Regions from separate parts of the Mus musculus genome. Here region 2 is linked to region 1. A link is a contact called in public capture Hi-C data. All regions are on one chromosome and are shown on one strand. Each heading gives the region's core, a stretch centred on a gene start, on an enhancer-like site or on the middle of the called end of the contact. The rest is flanking DNA. Distances are from core to core; before and after follow the strand shown. Region 1 overlaps Gm36264 (a long non-coding RNA gene). Region 2 has its middle 20 kb from the start of Gm40665.

The links. Capture Hi-C pulls out chosen DNA fragments and counts their contacts.
Region 2: a capture Hi-C map of embryonic stem cells shows a contact between it and region 1, with 4 times the contacts expected there. The contact joins two enhancer-like sites. A contact is called at or near these places in 3 of 39 promoter capture datasets (the 3T3-L1 cell line, the C10 cell line and hippocampal neurons), 3 of 115 datasets of contacts at active chromatin or transcription factors (astrocytes, large pre-B cells and regulatory T cell precursor) and 2 of 9 other capture datasets (adipose tissue and embryonic stem cells).

What each region holds. Positions count from the first base shown.
Region 1 is chr13:8,999,656-9,006,256 of GRCm38.p6, forward strand. Gm36264 (a long non-coding RNA gene) reads right to left here. Exons shown (of 5, transcript XR_873116.2): 4 at 5,818-6,015; 5 at 2,297-2,462. Among named protein-coding and RNA genes, the nearest start is that of Gtpbp4, 6.9 kb to the left of the region's middle. Within about 2 kb of position 2,861, at least 5 of the 459 cell types and tissues checked have an H3K27ac peak or open chromatin away from gene starts, as enhancers often do. A contact at or near this core is called in embryonic stem cells, where this site is marked.
Region 2 is chr13:9,813,306-9,819,812 of GRCm38.p6, forward strand. No RefSeq gene overlaps it. Among named protein-coding and RNA genes, the nearest start is that of Gm40665, 20 kb to the left of the region's middle. Within about 2 kb of position 4,281, at least 1 of the 459 cell types and tissues checked has an H3K27ac peak or open chromatin away from gene starts, as enhancers often do. A contact at or near this core is called in embryonic stem cells, where this site is marked.

The DNA of each region.
Region 1 (6,601 bases), core at 1,611-4,110:
GGCGGGCGGGCGGGGCAGACCTGGAGGAAGCCAGCTGAACTTACAGCTATCTCATAAGCACAGTCATTTATATACACAACATGCATAAGGGACAGAAGTTATTACATACTATGAAATGTCATATGTGATTGCACTTGCAGGTCACTTGTCCATTCAGAAAAGGACTCACTCATGAAAAGAAACATGGATTATCCTTGACAAAGAGAAAACAGACTGAAGTTCATGTCAGAAAATAAATGTGAAAGAGTTTCATAAACCAATCCAATAAAAAGCTAACATCACAATTTTTTTTACTCTTTTACCCAAGAATTAAAATTACATTTATTTGTTTCTTTGTTTGTTTGAGATTTTTTGAGACAGGTTTTCTATATAACTCTGACTGTCCTGGAACCCACGATGTAGATCAGGCTGGTCTCAAACTCAGACATACACCTGCCTCTGCCTCGAGAGTGTAAGCATTAAAGGCATAGAGTCAAAAGCTCTAAGTTATGGCTCCAACTCCAGTTTACAAACTGTGTGAGTCAGAAGATAGTACTTAATTCCTTTGATCTTTAGTTTTCTCTTTGGCAATATGGGGGACAACAAATACCCTCAAAGGATTATTTATGGTAGGTAAGAAATACATGAACACAAACGCAAAGCATGAGTTGGGGGACAGTGTAGTCACCATTAGTCATAAAATGTAATTCTGAAATTCCTTTGGGTCATCATGTACTAAATGCCAAATTTCTTTTAAGAATTCTTCCTATATGAATACCAATAATCTCTTAAATTGCTTGTAGACTAGGGAATAAATAAACCTTCTAGCCCTATTTGCTTTCAAGTATTTTGCTTTTAGCTGACTTTGGAAGGTCATGTAACTAAGCACTATGATATGAGTATCCCACCAGCTTTTCATTAGATGCCCTCAATGAGAATGGGTGCTACCTAGGTTACTTTTCAGGGACTTTAACACTACTTTTGTTTAATTCAGTAAATTTGTTTGTTTTTGTTTTTCAAGGCAGGATTTCTCTGTGTTGTATCCCTGGATGTCCTAGAACTCTCTCTATAGACCTCAAACTCAGAGATCCACCTGTTTGTGCCTCCCAAGTGCTGGGGTTAAGGTGTATACCATCACTACCTGGTGAGTTCAGAAAGTCTTTACTGCACAAATGTCCAGTGGTTGGCCTTTTGGGGTTAGGAGACCAAAACTTTACCTTCAAATCATATGAACACTGTAATTTTCTGAATATATGCCATAAAGTTTAATTACACGTGGTTACTTTGCCTCCAATCAACTCTTTCCATGCCTTAAATTACCCCCTTTAGCCCACAAATATCGCCAAACCCTATCCTGAATTATGTAGTTTTGAGACTTGGGTCTGTCTTCTTATCCTTATAATCTTTTTTTTAAAAGATTTATTTATTTGTTATATGTAAGTACACTATAGCTGTCTTCAGACACTCCAGAAGAAGGCATCAGATCTCATTGCAGGTGGTTGTGAGCCACCATGTGGTTGCTGGGATTTGAACTCAGGACCTTTGTAAGAGCAGTCAGTGCTCTTACCCACTGAGCCATCTCTCCAGTTCCTATCCTTAACATCTTAATATAATTCTTAACTCTTGAAAAAGCCCTCATTATTTCAGTTATTTCCATACAGATCTGGTTCAGTAAGATATAGTCATAAAGAACCTGGATTCTAGCCAGCATGGTGGCACACACCTTTAATCCCAGCACTTGAGAAGCAGGGGCAGGCCCTGTCCTGAAAAACCAAAAAAAAAAAAAAAAAGAAGAACCTGGATTCTGTGTTAATTTCTAGGGATAAGAACTACCACAGGAAAAGAAGAAATAAAACATCTCCTCAAGCTGGACAGTGGTGGCGCACGCCTTTAATCCCAGCACTCGGGAGGCAGAGGCAGGCGGCTTTCTGAGTTTGAGGCCAGCCTGGTCTACAGAGTGAGCTCCAGGACAGCCAGAGCTATACAGGGAAACCCTGTCTCGAAAAAACAAAAAACAAAAACAACAACAACAACAACAACAAAACCAAACACATTTCCTCTGTCTTAGTTAGGGTTTTACTGCTGTGAACAGACACCATGACCAAGACAACTCTTATAAGGACAACATTTAATTGGGGCTGGCTTACAGGTTCAGAGGTTCAGTCCATTATCATCAAGGTGGAACATGTTGGGATTCTGGCTGGCATCGTGCAGGAGGAGCTGAAAGTTCTACATCTTCATCTGAAAGCTTCTAGCAGAATACTGACTTCCAGGCAGCTAGGGTGAAGGTCTTAAGCCCACACCCACAGTGACACACATACTCCAACACCTCCTAATAGTGTCACTCCCTGGGCCAAGCATATACAAACCATCACTTCTGTTTTGTTTATCTGTGAATGTGAAGTTGGAAAATTGTGTCTGGAAACCAAAGCCATTTACCAGCAGCTATATCTTCTCTGAAGTGGTTCACCTGCAGAGGATCCCTAAAAGACACAAACATGATGACTCATCATGAGCCAGAATTAGAGCACCAATGCTGAGGGTCACCTCAGCACAGTATACCATATGGCATACACCGCCTGCCTATTGGTAAGAATCACCATTCCATCTACCCCTCTCATGATTCGCCTGTATTCATTTAGCTTCCTAAGGGCAGATGTGTGTCTCAGATGTTTGAGAGCACATTTTACCATGAAACATACTGATCATCCTTATCCAAGGTGAACACACCACTGGTCACCTTCTCCAGTAAAACCAAACTGCTGAAGGCCTGTTAAAAGAACTGAGAGAGCCACCAGCAGCAGGAGTTGCATTGTTGAGCCTCCATTTCATTACAAAGAGATTCAGTTACCAGAGCTAAGAGAGTGTGTATGTGTTGTGGTTTGAATATTTTTTGTTCAGGGAATGGCATTATTTGGAGGTGTATCCTTGGAGTAGGTGTGTCACTGTGGGTGTGGGCTTTAAGACCCTCTTCCTAGCTGCCTGGAAGCTAGTCTTTTCCTGTTTGCCTTTGGATGAAGATGTAAAACACTCAACTCCTGCTGCGCCATGCCTGCCTGGACACTGCCTTGCTCCTGCCTTGATGATAATAGACTGAACCTCTGAACCTGTAAGCCAGCCCCAATTAAATGTTGTTTTTATAAGGATTGCCTTGGTCATGGTGTCTGTTCACAGCAGTAAAGTCCAAACAGTGCCTTAGTACAGAGGAGAGTCAGCTTTGGCTATAGTAAAAGGTCATTTTCAAGGGCATTCTGCCAAACTTCTGCCTGAAAAAGGTATCATGGTTTTAAAAGGGAGGAGGCTCATTTTTCAGGCCTCTATTTTGTAGACTTGTTCTCTGTTTTCTATCTGTAATTCTGATTGATGAAAAGTGCATCTTGGAATAGATGCTGTGCCAGGGAAATGTAAGCAAACTTCTTACCTAAAAGGCGCTTTTGTGGGGGGATTAGCCATAGGTAGCTGTCCTTTCAGAAGTATTAGGAGAAACTTAATGTGTGTGCATGTTATTTCCATGGATCTCCTTAGGAACTGTGCTTTGACAAGTTACTTGTTGTAAATCACATGCTGCTTTTTTGATGTCTAGAAACTCTCCTTATTTCTAAAAGCAATAGCCAGGTCTTCAAGGGCAGGGACTGTATCTTTTTCCATTTCTCAAAGCAAAGCTTCGCTGCTCTGAGAATGTTCAATGGCTGGAACTCTGTTGACTGAAAACTGGAGTAAGTTCCCAGTACACTTGAGGAGCAAACATTTGGGGTCTGTGGCCTCTTTATTCATCAGGATGCTTCACTGAATCACAAGGCTGTTGATTCCCCTGCTCATAGCTCTGAAATAGGTCAGATTTCCAAACTCTCTCACAGGAGAAAACCACACTGGCCTTCCAGCCGAATGACAACTGGGGCTTGCTCCAGCCCAGAAACATGTAAATCTTTGCTCCCTAGAAGTGAGGAAAGAGATGCAGGACCTCAGAGTCAGGGACTGCAGCTTGAATCCCAGTGGTCAGACACCCCTCCGATGAGGCAGTGCTCAGAATACTAATTCCTGATCCACAGTTTATGCTGAAGTAAAAATGCAGGAGCCCATGGAGCAGGCAGGATGACACCTCATTCGCCTACAGCTGTGCACATCTAACTTTCTACCACAAAACCATTTTCTGACTCTTGACCCATGGCCTCTTAGCATAAATTGATACCTCAAGTTGTCAACTAGGGCTGTAAGCTGAGTCTACACAATGTAGGTCTTTCAATGTCAAAATATTTAGTTATGAAGAGAACTCACTGAAAAAAAAAGAGTGGTTAGTCATAGTTTTTCTTTAATAATGGAAACAGATTGAAATTATACCCAAAGAATATTAGGCAATATATTTGCTTGTTTGTTTGTTTCGAGATAGTTTCTCTGTATAGCCCTGGCTGTCCTAGAACTTGGTCTGTAGCTCTTGTGTAGCCCAGGCTGGCCATGATTCTGAGATTTGTCTATCTATGCCTCCCATGTGCTGGGACTAAAGGCTACATTTGTTTTCTTTTCTTTACTTTATTCCTTTTATCTATCTATCTATCTATCTATCTATCTATCTATCTATCCATCTATCTATCTATCTATCCATCTATCTATCTATTTATCTATCTATTCATTTATTTTTGAGGCAGAGTCTCACTGTATAACCCTGATGACCTGGAACTGGCCATGTAGACCAGTCTGGCTTCTGACTCACAGGCGTGTTTCTGCTTCTACCTCGCAAGTGCTGGCATTAAAGACATATATCACCATATATGGCTTGATATTTTTAAACTAATACACTAGATTTGTGCAAGGTTTGTAAATTTTTTCTTAATTTAAACTACATTTATTTATATTGGGGGGGTTAGGCATATGGAAGTGAGAGGACAATTTACTGGTGTCCACCCACTATGTGGGTTCCTGAGCTCATACTCAAGTTCTCAGGCTCCATGGCAAGTGCCCTTACCCACTGCCTATCTCATCTCTTCCCAGGTCTGTAAGGTTGGTTGAAGTGTAGCTGCAGGATAGGTCAGAGTCCAACAAGGAAGCCACAGTAATTCCATTATTCATGGAGAGTATTGATGGCTGATATTAAAGTCACCCCTCATCCAAGAGTGTCATCCAGTCATCTTTGGAATTCCATGACTGTTTAGAGTGTATGTTCTGCTTTTGAAACCAAGCTCTACCCAATGTGATCCTTAACAAATATTTCAATGTCCATAAACTGCCATTTCTTCATATGTAAGTTGGGAGCAATAATTTGCACACAGAATAGGCTAGTGAGAGACCAAGTGTTAAGTATATGTTACCCTGGTATGTAGTAACTATTTTTTTTGTATCTGTTTCTATAGTGTTTAGTTACACTAATTTTTTAAAATCTTACTTTATTTTTCACATTGAGCCTTAATAATTACAATGCAGAGAAGTGCTACATGCCAGGTAACTATCTTGATTTCCCCAGAAAGGTGGACATACATAAGAATGCTGTTTGTGATTGTTCATGCCAAATGCTTATAAGACTGAGGTGGGAGGTTCATAGCTGCCATGCCAGTATAGACTTTATAGCCAAACACACTCATCCCCATTACATACACATACACACACACACACACACACACACACACACACAGAGAGAGAGAGAGAGAGAGAGAGAGAGAGAGAGAGAGAGAGAGAGAGAGAGAGAGCCACACTGGTTTTAGAGAGACTGTGACTTGCTCACTCTTCTACAGCTCGTAAGGAGTACAAGTGGAGATTGAATTCACAACCATCGGACTGCAAAGCCACATTTTCCATTATTCTGCCTCCCAGGAGTGACTTTGTTCTTGACCTCTTTCAGGTTCTTACCTTTTTGAGTGTGACTGCCAGTGCATGACAAGTTGCACATGGGGTTGTGTGTGTAAGCCATCCACTTCCCAAGTGTTTGACTAAAGCACTGTGTGTACATGTAGTGTTTCTTCTGTGAGCACACTGTTTCTGTCCTTCATGTATGGCCCGGGTGAGATGGTTGCCACCATGAGCTTATGCCCTTGTTGACATCAGCAGCTGTCAATGAGGGATGTTTCCACGTGTTAGTTATAGCACCAATATATGATTATTCATTCCATGTTAACACAGTGTTAAAAACATTGTTAAAAACACTTTGCAATTCCCAAAAGGATGTTTTAGGTTTAATAAAAATCTTTTAACTTACTTTCTAACTTTTCAGCTTTTTTTTTTTTTTTTTTGGAAATGCATGACAATAAAAGTTTAGAATGTATCTATTTATGTTTGAATAATCAGTCCACAAGTGATTCCAAATTTTTGCAGGCAAAATTTTTTAAGATAAGCAGGCTGTACCATACCTCAAAAACAAGTTTCATTTTGATAATTATGAAAACTGGTTCAGCAGCTAGCTGTGCTGCCTACCCCCTCAGAATAAAAATAGCAAACAAAGTTATTCTGAAGATGTGATATTATTGTCACTAGTTTAAAAATTGATTATGAAACTCTATGAGAAGAGGGTGATGGTCTTAGTAATTTCAGTTTCCCATAAAGAAGAGATGGAACTTTTAAGGATTTATTTATTTATTTATTTAAATTTATGTTTTGCTTTCTGTTATTGTATAGGTATTTTGACTTCGTGTCTGTT
Region 2 (6,507 bases), core at 3,031-5,530, 820 kb after region 1:
GGGATTTAATGGAGACATCCCATTTAGAGCTGTGTGTTCCAAGGTCTCTGTCTCTCTGTCTCTGTGTCTGTCTCTGTGTCTCTCTCTCTCTGTGTCTGTGTATTATGTCTGACTGTGGGTCTCTGTATTTGTTCCCATCTGCTACAGAAGGTAGCTTCTCTGGTGATGGCTGAATAAGGAAGGTGCTGATCAATGATCAATGAGAATGGCACAATATCGTTAGGAGTCATTTTACTGTTGCTTTCTTTTTTAAGAACAGTAGTTTTTGGATTTACCCTATGTCTCTGAACTATCTAGTCTCTGGTTCTTGGTCACCCATGTGGTGTCAGATATGGGTTCCCGCTTGTGGAGTGGGTTTTAAGTAAAATTAGACATTGGCTGGTTACTCTTCCAAGCTCTGTGCCTCCATTGTGCTAGCATAGTTTGCAGTCAGGATAGTCAGTTTGGTAAAATCTTATTTGCTTGCCCTCTTGTCAAGTTGTAAACTCTTGGTGTATATCCAAATCTTTTTGCATAAACGAGCTTCTTCAATGTCACATTTTATTTTTATTTTTACTTGTTCTAACCTATGAACCAAGAACGATTGGTGGTATCATCTCAAATTAAAAACTTAGCTTGTGTTTTTTGTACTGTAATAAAAAAATTAAGCAGAAATGCCAGGAATTATGAAAGTTAAACGTCTTTGTAGTATTTCGTTGCAGCACAGGCTGTAATTTACAAGTCCAAGCAGTAATTCCAGAGTGATTCACATGAGCCCTGCAGTACCAGTGCTAAGTTTACACATCTCTGCAAAGGTGGTCGTGCACATGTGGCAGAGTTCACACAACCTTCTGCTTATCCGTTTAACAGTGCTATGCACTAACCTTTCACAGCTTAAAAGGGCCTGGCAGTATGATTACCAAAGAATGCAAACCACTGTTTCTGACTCAGTTCATACAGGGAAGCCATTTCTTTTATATTGGAAAGGCTAAACAGGGCTGAGTTTAGTGGTTAACAAATCTACCAGTAGAGAGCTTGGGGGTGTCATTGTTTAGAGTGAGCCCTCCTTGCTCTCAAAGGCATTTACATCACCTTCAGGTATATGAAATAATTGTGGATTGGACCCATGTGGGAACATCTAAGGAATGTAGATGCTAGAATTTACCAGAGCGCCTAACCTCTCTGTTCTACTAAAAAACAAAACAAAACAAAACAAAACACCCAAAACCAAAAAAACCCCAAACAAACAAACAAACAAACAACCCAAAACCAAAACAAACAAGAGTTTGGATGGATGCATATTATTGAAGACAGCCAAGGTTCTGTCTAGAGTTTGAGGTCATTTGAGCTCATTCCACCAACTGGATGGATAGTAGGTGTGGCAGTTGGCATTAACTGTCAGCTTGAGAGTCACCTGGAAGATAGATGGGCCACTGAACATCCTCATGAAGGATTATCTTAATTACGTTAATGACTGTGTGGATAACCATCTTAGTTGTGGGCTGGACCGTTTTTCAGGCAGGTCATCCTAGACTGTGAGAGTGGAGAAAGGACTCTGAGCAGCCAAAAGCATTCACTGCTTTCTCTTGCTGATGGATGGGTGAATGAGAATTTTGGAAAGAAGTTGTGTGTAAGAAGATGGACTGATTAAAACTCAGTGTCTATGGAGAGGTTGAGGACAGAACCTTGGCTGTCTTCAAAAATATACATCCCCCCAAACTCTTGTTTGTTTTTTAGTAGAAGAGAGAGGTTAGGAGCGCTGGTAAATTCTAGCATCTACATTCATCAGATGTTCCCACATGGGTCCAATCCGCAATTAACTTAGTGTCCATGTTGCAGGTTCAGAACCTAATTACAATGTCTTCTGGATTATTTTTACCCTGCTAAAGAGCCAGTCCTTATTCACTACTTTGTCAGACCTAACATCCTGATAACCAGATAAAACCTTTGGAACATAGTAACTTAATAGATTCCTTCTCTACCCATCAAATGATTGAGAATATTATCAGACAGCACATGAAGTCCCTCTGCCTGACTGTAACCCACCTCTATGGTGTTTCCACCAATGCATTTAAACAAAATACCCTGGTTTCCATAAAAAAAATGTCATGAATCTGTTTCCAAATGGGAACACTAAGTCTGTTTTCCCAGGCTGTAGCCACTCAAATTTAGCTCCTGAGTGAACTACCATTCCCTCTGAATCGAGAGAAGTATTTTTCACTGATATCAGATACAATGTGGCCAGAAGCTTCAATTTCTTCCTGCCCTGACTTTTATACCGTGATAGACCACGTCCCTGAGTACAGTCACTGTGAGACAGAATAAACACTAAGGGAAAGCAGCTAAGACAGCAGGTTCTGAGGCAAGCCCTGGCCTCTCCCAGTTATGTCAACTGCTTGCTTTTCAGTGTCCCCCTGCAAGATGTTCTGTGCAACTGCCTCACCTCAAAGAAGAAATTGAAGGCTAACTGAACCTACAGACCCTTTGTCTAACATTTTTCCTATCTTGACTTTGCAAAACTGCATTTGATTAAGGTTATTCTGCTTATAGATGATTTCCAGCTCGAGTTGAGAAATAAGCAAGCTCATTGACTTAATGACAACAACATTCTAGAAAAATTTCCCTTTTAGTTACAATAGGTACCAACTCACTAGTTTGGAGTCAGCCAGTCTTTTATCTTAGAGTATGATATAATTTTTAAAATTGAATTATATCTTTTTCAGAAAACAATTCAAAATTAAGTTTATTCATTAAGAAAGCCATAAAGCAGGGGGAAATTATAAACGCAGATTAAAAATATTTCTATTACTTCTTTGAGAATCTCACAAATACATATAATATATGTGGTCATTTTTTTTATACTTTATTCCTTCCCTCAGCTCTTCTCAGATCCACCCCCACTATTTTGTGGTCTTCCTTAAAAGACCACAAAACAAATAAACAAACAACCACAACAAAAGCTAGCAAGTCCAATTTTGTCTTGCTCATATACTCATAGGTGTGTGGTAATCCACTGGAGCACGGTCCTCTTACTTACCAGGGGCCATATCCTTAAAGAAAAGGGACCCTTTCCCCTAGAGCCCATCAGCTATCAATAGCTCTCCAGTTATGGTGAGGATTCCTGAGCAGCCCCATTCTGTGCTCGATTGCTGAGTATCTTGATCATTTGTAGGTCTCGTACAAACAACCACTGCTGCTGTAAATTTTGTAGAATGGTCCTGTTGTGTCCAGGACACACTCTGGCCTCACTTGGGTCCTCTCTGACCTGTGGCTACAAACTTTCCACTTCCTCTAACAGCCTCTGAGCCTTGGAGAAGGGAGTGATAAGGGGGTTCTGTTTGTGGCAGGACAATCAATCGGCTCTGATTCTCCCTGCACTTTGACCCAGTCTCTGTCCCTGGTTCCATCCCCAGTGCTACATAAATTGGGTATAGTTATACACATCCGAAATCTCAGAATTTAGAAGTTTGACACAGGAGGATCTAAGATCAAGGTCATCCTTGGCTACTTAGCAACGTCAAGGCCAGCCTCGGCTCAATGAGGCTATCTCAAAACAAAACAATAGAAAAACAAAAATGTGTTTTATTAGCTAGAGTCCTCGGATTATCATAAGTATAGATTTTTAAAATAGTAAAGTAAGAACCATGCAGTCTCTTGGGAAGCATCATATTTAGCAGTAGTAATAAAAGTCTCCAAAATTGGTTTAAAATTCTATCATTTGACCAATGGAAGGGTAGGAGGGAATTGGGTCACTGAGAAAGTCTGCAAGGGAGTCAGACAGCAATGGTAGCTGGATGAAGGATAAGTAGTTTAATAAACAGTTAGGAGTGCAGTACCTGGCTTGTTTAATTCAATGAGGAGACGGGGTTCCTCTGCATAGCCCTGGTTGTCTTGGAACTCACTTTGTTAACCAGGCTGGCCTCAAAAATCAGAGGACTCCACCTGCCTCTGCCTCCCACATGTTGGGATTTCAGGTGTGTGCCATTAGGCCTGTCTTGCTCATCTTTCTTAGGAGCTCAGTGATCTGCTCTGCAGCCTGAGTTCCCGCTGTTTTAGATTTCTATTCAGTGAAGGGCTTTCAGAGACAGATAATAGACTCTTGGCGCCCTCTCTGTGGGTGCACAGACAGGATTAATGATGCAATGTTGGCAGAATGCTGTTTACAGGTGGGGGGTGGGCAGAGCATGGCAACCTCTCCTCCTGCCCAGTTTCTTGGGGGAAACTGAAAAGCTACTAATCCATCCTGACTGATGATGGGGGGCGTGGTGTCAAATCCCAGCACTTGAGAGGCAGAGACAGAAGGGTCAAGAGTTCAAGGTCATCCTCAGCTACATCATGAGCTTCAAGTTACCTGGGCTACTTAAAACTCTGTCTTAAAAACCATAATGGGGGATGGAAAGATGCCTTAGTGGTTAAGAGCACTAGTTGTTCTTATAGAGGGCCTGGGCTCAGTACCCAGCACCCACATGGCAGTTTTACAACTCCAGTTCCAGGGGATCTGACATCCTTTTCTGACTTTGTAGGCACAACACACACATACATGGTACACAGGCATGTGTGCAAGATAAAGCAACCATACACATAAAACAAGTAAAAAATTTAAAAAAATAAATCCACCTTTCTGTTAAATCCATCTATGGATGAGTTCAAAAGCAGGATAATAAGTGGCCATTTTATATTTTAGTGAGAATGTTATAAATGTACTATTAACATAAGGTGATCAGGCACAAGAGAGACATTATGGAAATCCTATTAACTCCATGTAGTTTTACAATACCATAGAAGATTGCATTTTTCCACCATGGAAAAATATATTTCTATCATCCAAACTTTCCCTCAGGCTACCTGTAGCATTTAGCTGTTTCCACAGTGGCCTGGAACTTTATCCTGATGCTATGACTTAGATTTCCCAAGCAGGGGGAATTTTAGTATCTTTCAGGCTTGATTTTAACTGGTACTAAATCAGCTATTTTAGGACTATGGCAATTTTATTTCTGGAATTATATAAAATTACTGGGAAACTATAGTGCCGGCCTGACAGTCCTCTAATGCCATGAGTTTAAAACCAGCATAGGCACCAAAGCAAGGCCCTGAGGAGACTGCTGCCTACAGTCTGAAAAGAAGCCGCAGGATACAAAAATCATTATGTGAAGCCAACTGCATTGTATACACAAATCATGGCCTAACTGAAAAAAAAATCGAGAAAACGATTAATTCACGGTAGCTTCTACTTAAAATACAATAACTAGGAGTCAGTTTAGTGAAGGAGCCAAAGATCCACGCATTGAAAATTGTAAGACTCTAATGAAAGGTATTAAATGAGACACAATTAAATGGGAAAATGGTGTGTGCTCATGAGTCAGAAGAGCCAATGTCGTCCAATTGTGTATCTGAGGAGAACATGGCCCGTGGGACTGCAAGGTGCTCAGCCATTAGAACACCCTCGCAAGAATTGTCTTCTGAATATATACTCAAGTCTATCTGCACACAAACATCCCTTCTAATACTATAAAGTTAGATATCTCACCATGCAGGGAGCAGTTGTTGGGCAGAAAATGCTTCTGCAGGGTTCAACGGGGAAGTCCTTTTGGTAAAGACCCTTAGAAAGCTTGCAGGTTCATCCAATGTCCATTGGGAAGCCTTTCAGATGTGGCAAGCTAGAAGGATGGCACTAACGAATTTGAGGAAGTCCTAGAGAGCATAGATCAGAGACTATCGTCAACAAATGGACCTGTGTGAGCCCAGCAACAGTGCAGGAAATTCAGTCAATGGCCACTGAAGCCAGGGTCAGGCACTAGTGGGCACTAACACCAAGGCTTGAGACTCCATGTTTGTGTAACCTGGAAGTGGGATCCTAGAGACCATTTCCGCAGTTCCAGTTTTTGTATCATTTCATTGGGCAGCAGCTTTGTACTCTTAGGGCTCACAGATCTGTGTTGGTTCACTAGCATAATACATCTCCCTGGAGTTAGGTTATTAGTATATTAAGGCCTGTCCCAGCTCTTACCTGAGCTGCCTGGGGTTTGCTCTAAGGCCTAGCTCTTATTAGAGTGGCAAGCTCAGACATCATATCTCAAGTCCATAATTTTTTTAAAACTTACATGCAATGGTTTTAAACTTCATTGCTAACAGTATCTTATGCGAAGTCTAGTTTTTATGTCAACTTGATACAGGCTAGAGTCATTTGGGAAGAGGGGACCTTAACTGAGGAATACCCTCAACCAGACTGGCCAGTGGGCAAGCTTGTATGGCTCATTTTCTTCACCGTGATTGATGTGGGCGGGGCCATTCCAGAGCGAACAGTGCCATGCCAGGAAGCTTGGTGGGTAGAGTGAGACCCGGGAGACTCAGTGGACGAATACCTGAAACTTAGGTGCCTCCCTGCTCCCTGCCAGACACCTGACCTGGAACCCATGCCATGCTCCTCACATAAAATAAACATGCCGTATGTCATGTAGGCCCCAAACAGAGTTCTCCACGCTGGTGAGGTACCCGGAGGCTTAGCCAATACGCTTCCCTTCCCAGATA